2 separate regions of the Rattus norvegicus genome follow, and region 1 is linked to region 2. A link is a contact called in public Hi-C data. All regions are on one chromosome and are shown on one strand. Each heading gives the region's core, a stretch centred on a gene start, on an enhancer-like site or on the middle of the called end of the contact. The rest is flanking DNA. Distances are from core to core; before and after follow the strand shown. Region 1 has its middle 24 kb from the start of Abca6. Region 2 holds the start of Abca8a (ATP-binding cassette, subfamily A (ABC1), member 8a).

Region 1 (4,658 bases), core at 1,389-3,888, 160 kb after region 2:
CAATTTTCAATTAAAAGTCATCAAAAAAGATAAGGAAGGACACTTCATATTCATCAAAGGAAAAATCCACCAAGATGAACTCTCAATCCTCATCTTCGGTTGGTTTATATACAAGTGTGCAATTTCTAGGCTTGAAAGTAAAATGATGCTATCTGGTGCTGGATAGAGGAGCCTTATTTTTTATTATGGCAGCTTGCTATTTTTGTAACATGGTGATTTGGTTGAACACAATAAAGTACAGTAGTAACTGATCTCCCCTTCTTCCTGGATGAGTGAGGAGATGATTAAATGTTGATGTCAGCATCCTTTAGCATATTCAGATGAGCTTCTGCTTCTGTTGAAAAGGATGCTGTGTTTGATTGTGGTCCGAAGCTTTGAAGCACTACTTGGCATCTCCTTCCTTGGATGTCTCACTGTTTAAACATAACAGATTTGATAGCTTGTTGGTAAGGTGAGGTCCAGCTTGTCTCCACTAGGTCATCTTCATGTGAATCCGGTGGTTATACGGTTTTGTTCTAGGGATATTTCATTTTTTTAATAACGGTTTTAGCTGACATTCATGGAGAGAATGAATCCTTAGAACTGTGCCACTAGTGAAAGGAAATCCTGTCTAGAGTATGTTTCTTTACAAAGCTGTGTCACACCGTCCTTTGGGCCCTCTGCTGGAAAAGTAGAATCAAGTCTCAAATAATGCCTTTTAAATTGTATCCTCTAGTATTATAGATGTAGGACAGTACTGTATCATACCTCTGTGGATGTAAAATAGCTTGTACCTGCTTTATGATACGTAGTAGTGACCGTGCTTTATCAGAGCTGTTTTTAATGATGTTGCTCAGAATGTTTTCTTTCCAGATGATGATTGAGAAGCTAATTTTAAAAAAAAATGGGGGCTGGGGATTTAGCTCAGTGGTAGAGCGCTTACCTAGGAAGCGCAAGGCCCTGGGTTCGGTCCCCAGCTCCGAAAAAAAGAATCAAAAAAAAAAAAAATGGTGCCAGGTACCACAAGAGTAACAGAACTGTGCTGTTTTCTCGGGTTTTGTTTTTTTACTTTTTTTTTTTTTTTTAATGGAGTGTGCTGGATGTCTCTACAGTTTTGTTCAGATGACTGCAGAACCTGGAAAAGCTGTTGCTGCTGTTGATGCATAACACACTGCTATTATTGGTCTTTTTATATAAATATAAATATATATATACAGATAAAAAGAAACTGCTTGAAGAAGAAAAAAAAAGGGGGGGGGGGACAAGAATACCCTTGGCAGGGAATAGAGAGACAAAGATTAAAACAGAGACAAAGGAACACCCATTCAGAGCCTGCCCCACATGTGGCCCATACATATACAGCCACCCAATTAGACAAGATGGATGAAGCAAAGAAGTGCAGGCCGACAGGAGCCGGATGTAGATCGCTCCTGAGAGACACAGCCAGAATACAGCAAATACAGAGGCGAATGCCAGCAGCAAACCACTGAACTGAGAATAGGACCCCCGTTGAAGGAATCAGAGAAAGAACTGGAAGAGCTTGAAGGGGCTCGAGACCCCTTATGAACAACAATGCCAAGCAACTAGAGCTTCCAGGGACTAAGCCACTACCTAAAGACTATACATGGACTAACCCTGGACTCTGACCTCATAGGTAGCAATGAATATCCTAGTAAGAGCACCAGTGGAAGGGGAAGTCCAGGGTCCTGCTAACACTGAACCTCCAGTGAACTAGATTGTTGGGGGGAGGGCGGCAATGGGGGGAGGATGGGGAGGGGAACACCGATAAAGAAGGGGAGGGGGAGGGATTAGGGGGATGTTTGCCCAGAAACCGGGAAAGGGAATAACACTCGAAATGTATATAAGAAATACTCAAGTTAATAAAAAAAATTCAAAAAAAAAAAAAGAGAAACAATAAACCTATTTCGAGTGCATAAGTAATACCAGTTTTACTACTGAAAGTAATAGGATTGAGAAATACAAAAACTGGAGATTACAGTGAGATCTCTACTAACAATAATCCCTTAAGGGTTTTGTTTGCCCATCTCTGCCAATCCACATCCCAGTTTTTTAAGTTATCAATAAAGTTTGGTTTTGGATAGTAAGTGCTGAGATTCTCTGGTCCTGTGCAGGAGAGCTGGCTCAGAGGTTAAGAGTGCGTTCTGCTCCTTTAGGGGACCCAAGCTGGGCTCCCAGCACTCGCCTGAAGCTAACTACTGTCTGTAACTTCAGTTCTGTGGATTCTGACCTCTTCTGGCCTCGGCTGGCACTGCATGCACGTGGTACACAGACATAGGTGCAGTCAAAACACTCATACACGGAAATAAGTAGATAGGATCTAAAAAAAAAAAAAAAAGGTAAAAAGTCCTTGAAGACTATTTTGTACAATACATGAAAAAAAAAATCCAGGCTTTGTGACTTCTTAGAGGCATCAAAGGAGGGACTGAAACCAGTGATTTAATCCTTGCCTTGGGTCTTCAAAACCCCTCACAATTGTATTAGTAAAGCCTAGCTTTCGGGGTGGCAAGCGTCTGGGCTGTCTACTGGCTCGCTTTACATTTCCTGCTCTTTGTGTCACCTCTTGAGTCCTGTCACTACTTCCCCCAACAGACTAGCACTTATGCAGCCAACACAGTGAGTAGAACTCAGCCTCCGGTCACCAAGGTTGCCTTGCTAGCTCTGCCCCAGCTCAGAAAGCCTTGACCCAGTTCCCTTCCCGGACTATGACGGTGCCCTCCCGCACGGCCCTCTGCTGCCACCTAGCGGTCAAAGGGTTTATCCGTCTGTCCACCTTGTCTATTCCAATGTTGCTGGAGCAAAAGAAATTGGCCTTGTTGATTATATCATGGGCTTTTAGGCTAACAGCCACTTACCGGTGAGTTCTCACCATGTGTGTTCTTCTGTGTCTGGGCTACCTCACTCAGGACGGTATTTCCTAGTTCCATCCATCTGACTGTGAATTTCATGAAGTCATTGTTTCTAATCGCTGAGTAGTACTCCATTGTGTAGATGTACCACATTTTCTGTATCCATTCCTCTGTTGAAGGACATCTGGATTGTTTCCAGCTTCTGGCTATTATAAATAAGCCTGCTATGAACATAGTGGAGCACGTGTCCTTGTTCTGTGTTAGAACATCTTTTGAGTAGCTTAGGAGGAAGACCAGGTGTGGAAGCTTCAGTCGTGCACTGAGGGGGGAAACAGAATGATTGCGGGAAGTGGAGGAGAGGGAGACCTGGGAGGGAAAGAGGAGGAGGGAGGAATAAGGGGGACAGTATCTGGTACTGGAGGGGATGGGAGAGAGGTACGAGGGTCAGAAAATCAAATAAAAATATGTGGTAGTGGGGGATGAAGAACTGGGGGTAGCCACTGAAGGATCCCAGATACCAGGGAAGCAAGAGGCTCCCAGAACCCAATGGGAATGACTTTAGTCAAAATGCATGCAGTGAAGAGGAGCTAGAACCTGGAGAAACCACCTACAATAGACAGGCACAGCCCCCAGCTGAGGGATGGGGCCACCACCCATCTCACAGTTTTTAACCCAGAAATGGTCCAGTCCAAGAGAAAGACAGGGACAAAAGTATGGAACAGCAACTGAAGGAAGGGCCATCTGGGGACCATCCCACCCGGGTATTTAGCCTGACTACAGACACCAAACACTCTTACTGTTGCCAAGAGACGCTTGCTGACAGGAACCTGGAGTAGCGATCCCTTGGGAGGTTCAGCCAGCAACTGACCAATGCAGAAGTGGACGACGGGAGCCAACCATCAGACTGAGCATTGAAATGGTAAATCACTATTGTAAGTTCTTTTGACTTTCAACTAGACAAAATGACCAGAATACATCCAGTGGCTCTCTGAGCAACGAAATTCCCTATTTTTTTCTCGGTTGTTTACTGTTGAGTTTGAATATGATTGAACTACAATTCTTCCCAGTGTTTTCTTATCCCTTACTTTATGCAGGTCCTTAAAAGATATTACCATTTTAGTTACAAATTGTTGCTTCAATTTTGAACTTAAGTTACTCATGCAGTTATGAACATTAAATAACAAAGAACCCATTTTGGTATACAAAATGAAATCTGTCACAGATTTTTAGCTCTTAAAGTTTATTATTAATAATATAAGCACATTCATTTTTCTTAAAGGGCAGCATTGAGAATTGTACATACAACACATTATGAATAAAAAACAAGTAAATTTTTACCTTATAAGAATAGCTGATACAAAAATAATTCACCTGAGAATAAATTCTTTCACTTTATGTAATATGCTATTTCAAGGGGAAAGATGAAAACTCAATGTTAACAGTATTAAAAATACATTAAGAAAAAGCATTTACTATTTTAAGAAAAGTCATGCCTTTTTAAATGCTACATGAAAATATAAGGTGGCATTCTAACAATGTGAGAAGACAGTCAGAATGAGACACTGAGTGACCAACAAAGGATCAGGAAAGCAACACTTACCCTAGTTAATCAGTTGTGCTGTTCGTTCTCCTATTCGGTATTTTAACTACTAGTAGCAAAGCATTTTCATATCATAACTGGTTACTGAAGTATCTATCTTTCTTTTCATAAAATGCAAGATCTTACAGAGCCAAACAGTCCATCCTCCTCCGTAGAGCCCTTCTGGAAACAGTCCCTGGAAGGCGTGCTGAGCTAAGTACCCAAAGATGTTC
Region 2 (4,398 bases), core at 743-3,242:
GTTTCGCAAACTCACATCCAGACTGTGAAACAGCCACGGCTAAACTAGCGTTGATCAGCTCGGTTCCACAGTTCAGCCAAGTGAACACTAGAAATTGACTGTCACAATGTGGGAATTCATAGAGATATTTCACTCTAGCAGATCGTTCCTTGGAAAGAGAACTTTCAGAGCACAGTTGAATATAACATCTTCCCTTACCCCAACCAAGGAATCACACATAACTCCAGTTTTTCCAGCCTTTCTGGAAGCTGCACATGAAAGAAAACAAAAAACCGGGTGACTCTTCATTAAGCTCATTAAGACTTTAAACTGTGGAAGGGAAGAGCTAGTTTAGACAGAATTACACAATCAAGTTACTTTGGCGAGAAATCCCTTTTCTGGAGGCTTGCCGGGGCCATCGATTCCATTGTGGGGCTCTATGCTCGCCTGTGTCAACTGGCTCTTAGGTCCTAAAACCTGGTCCACAAGGCTGTGATGGGATATTACCATATAGATAGAGAATAGAAGTTTTCCCAGGTGATGCCACATCCCATTCACGTGGCATGTTCAAACAAAGAGCTGCCTATCTCCTGGGGAAAAAAATTCAGGTGAAGAGTCCAGGGAACAGTCCCATTGGGCAGGAACTCTGCATCCATTCAGTGTATTTCCATAAAAGAAAACAACACATGGCTATAAAGGAAGGCTTAGAGGCAAGTCTGGGTACAAAAGGATGGAGAAAAGACGTCAGAAACCCGTAGAGTGACAAACAGAGAGAGGAATGTAGTACCAGCAAAAAAGTAATTCTTTTAACTCAGGGTGTCCAGGAGTCCCAAACTCTGTTCCAGGCAAGGTGAACGTTGTTAGAGAGATGGGATAGCTTGAACCAGCCAAGGGAGCAGCCCTTTGTAACCAGAAGACCTGAGTCTGACTCCCAACCTAAGAGTTTCTCTGTCAATCTGTCCCATAACATAAATAAGCTCAGGAAAACATCCCTCTTGCTTGCTTTTCCTTCCTTCTCTGGTTCCGAGCTGCTTGATAGCTCGTGTGCAGATAAAACTGAAGGCTTTGCTTCAGTGTGAGCGAATATTATTGACTCTGTGCCAGTCAACAAAACCCTGTTTACTGCAAACTCTAAATGACGCCATTGTCCTGAAGTGGCACAGGCTTCACTATGACTGCAATATGACTTAGTACATCACACCCGGCAAATGAAAATGTGCAGGAAATAATCTTACGTTAAAAACAAAACAAAAAGGGTTGGGGATTTAGCTCAGCGGTAGAGCGCTTGCCTAGCGAGCGCAAGGCCCTGGGTTCGGTCCCCAGCTCCAAAAAAAAAAAAAAAAAAAAAAAGAAAAAAAAGAAAAAGAAAAAAAAAAGAAAAAACAAAACAAAACAAAAACAAAAACAAAGTAAACAACCTGTAAGTCTGAGAATGACAGGCAGAGATAGAAAAGCATTTTCCTAAATGCCATCCTAAATAATTCTCAGGATAGGAGAAGGGAGGTGGAAACTTCTGCAAAGTACTGTGCAATCCATGCACAGGCAGCATGGCAGCCGCCTCACATTCAGATTCCCACAGGAAGCACTTCCAGAAGACCTGTTTACATTTCTCACCATTACTAACACAGTGCAGGCGGGCACATCCCCACACCTTTACTTAAAACGGGAAAAATATGACCATCCCTTTAAAACGACCCACTCCTCCCCCTGGACACCACATAAAAATAAACCCAGAAACACTAAACTCACTGCATAATAAATTAATTTCTCCCTAAAAATGTATCATGGATTAAAGGAAATATCACTTATAATAACATAATACAAACAAAACAGAAGCACAAAACAAAATGGACTTACACTTGGATTGTCTGAAGAACGTGTCCTGAGACTTGGTTTTCCCCCGTTTCCTCACTCTAAGAAAATGGGTTCTATGTCTCCCTGGTCTCTATCACATCGGTGTTGCTCCCATTCTGTTTGCCTGCATCCAGCATTTCCAGTCAGCCTGGCTGCTTTTGGAGGACGACTGTGGTTGTAATTTTCTTAGCCAGCTGAGCACTGTGTTCACGTGACCACTCTTGAACAAATCTCTTTTTTTTTATTGACTTCCAGCCAGTTCCCAGAGCAGAGAATTGCCAACTCTACTCAGTTGACTAATTATACTGTCAGAAAAATCTGTGTTGCTCAGGAAATCCAAATTTATAACTTTTTCTGGGCCCTCCCCCAAAAGAAATTGGCAGATTTCAAAAAATAAAACAAAAGACCGTCCCTTAAAAGGTAAACCATAAAGAGTTCGGGGCTCCGAGCTCTGGGTTTATTCTGTAATATCCAGGCAGATAATCTAATAAGGTTTCAAACAGCATAGAAGGCAATATCTTGATTTTTTTTCCTATATCATATTTTCCGTTCTGTCTGCTTCCTCAGTTCCTGGTCTCACCAGCATCAGCCAGTAGGCTCCATCCTTAAAATGTGCTCAACATTATGTGTTGTGTTTTATAAAAAGAAAAGGAATCTGAGGATATGTTTGGTAGAGGCATAGTATGGTGCAGGGGAAGGAGATTCCTCTGCAAACCAGTGCTGAGGCATCCCCTCCCCCTGAGGTATCAGCCTTAGTGTAGTGTAGAATAGTTTATTTAGGGGCATGGGAAGGGGACTTGGGGAGTGGGAGGAGAGAGAGAGAGAGAGAGAGAGAGAGAGAGAGAGGGAAGAAGAAGAAGAAGAAGAAGAAGAAGAAGGAGGAGGAAGAGGAGGAGGAGGAGGAGGAGGAAGAGGAGGAGGAGGAGGAGGAGGAGGAGGAGGAGGAGGAGGAGGAGACACTGGCCATAAGTGTGGAGAGGGGGGGAGAGAGAGAGGGGGGAATGGGGAGAGAAGGAACAGAAGGGAAAAAGGGGAGGAGAGCAAAAGAAGAGAGTGAGGAGGATCAAGCAGCCCCAATTATAGTGAGTCAGACACCCCTGGCTGTTACCAGGTAACTGTGGGGTAGAGCCTAGAAGAAATGCTAACATATGGGTCTTGGGAAGTATGGCTTAGAACAATATTCAGCTATGTATGCATAGGAACTTGAAAATCAAAATTAAGGCAACCATAAAAGGGCCTTTTCTCACAGGTCACAATTTAATAGAGAAACATCAGGAGGACAGAAGTGTAAGCCACTGTCCCGCTAGCATTTAGAAAATTCTATTTCATTTACCTAGTTAGGAAGTAAAATGAAATTTAGTTTCCGTGTGTCAGTGAACTTTGAAAATACAAGCCAACAAGGATTACTTGTGACTTCAGATAATATTCCCTGCAGACTCCAAGATTACGAAATGCAACCCCATCAATTTTTAACTCATAAGCCAAGCAAATGCAATTGAACCTCTGTGGTCATTACCTATTCAGAATTCTGAGGTTTCTGACTTGCTGGTTGAAATACACTTGCAAACTCTGGGGAGGGTTTGTTGGCTGGTAAGAATCTGTGCCTATGGTTTTGTTCTAACTTTAAGTTTCCCTGTCAGGATGCTCAAAGGAACAGCCTTTCCTTCCATAACCGCTGCCCTCTTTGAAAAGAGTGTTTACTTCACTTCAGACCGCTGCCACATTCGCTCTGCAAAGGTTCTACTGGCTTAGCCCTGTTTTGTTGAGGGTTTTTTTTTTCTATCTTTCCCTCAGCGAAATGATTTACAAATTATTGTGCAGCACCGCTGAGACTGTCTTGTAAACATGCAAAGAGCCATGAACTGCAAAATAAACTGCTCTTGCGACATCTACACTACAGTAATTTCATACTGACCACTTTTTATACTGATTCACTGATATGTTCGAAACAGCGTTTTGTTTTTCTCTAATTGCCCAGTGTTCTGAGAACAAAACGCCCAAACGACTATAATAAGAAAAAACTAGGATTTTTTTTATTGTTTGTTTGCTTGGGTTTGGTTTTGTATGAAGATGACACCATGAAGCCATTGGCTTGACAGAGAACTTGGCCAGGTTCAAAGATGTCAGCAGAGGTTCTCAACCTTCCTGCTGCCATGATCCTTCAATACAATTCCTCATGCTGTGGTGACCTCGACCATAAAGTTATTTTCATTGCTACTTTCAAATCTGTCATTTTGCTTTTGTAATGTAAATATCTGATATGCAGGATATCAGATATGCAAGCCCTGGGGAAGGGGTCGTGACCCACAGGTTGAGAAACTCTGTTTTAACAGTTTATCAGAGCCCTGGATGAGAAAGAGTTATTTCAGGTTTTTAACACGGTCTTTTCTTGACCTGAATTACTGTTCTGGTCAATGTAAACCTAACTGATTTTTATAATAAATGATTCTAAAATTTCAATCATCTTGATATCACAAAGCTTTTTGTAGACGTTTAGTTTCCTTCTCCATCGTTCCTCTAAACCGCTCCACTGTGGATATCAACATTCCTTCTCTCAACATCCCA

What was found. A called contact is a pair of places that touch in the nucleus more often than the background predicts.
Region 1: a contact with region 2 is called in a Hi-C map of liver, with 2.7 times the contacts expected there. The contact joins the enhancer-like site here to the promoter of Abca8a in region 2. A contact is called at or near these places in 2 of 12 Hi-C or Micro-C datasets (the A7r5 cell line and liver).

Annotation. Positions count from the first base shown.
Region 1 is chr10:95,732,728-95,737,385 of GRCr8, forward strand. No RefSeq gene overlaps it. Among named protein-coding and RNA genes, the nearest start is that of Abca6, 24 kb to the left of the region's middle. Within about 2 kb of position 2,639, at least 10 of the 93 cell types and tissues checked have an H3K27ac peak or open chromatin away from gene starts, as enhancers often do. A contact at or near this core is called in liver, where this site is marked.
Region 2 is chr10:95,569,659-95,574,056 of GRCr8, forward strand. It overlaps Abca8a (ATP-binding cassette, subfamily A (ABC1), member 8a), which reads right to left and starts at 1,993. Exons shown (of 39, transcript NM_001281824.1): 1 at 1,837-1,993.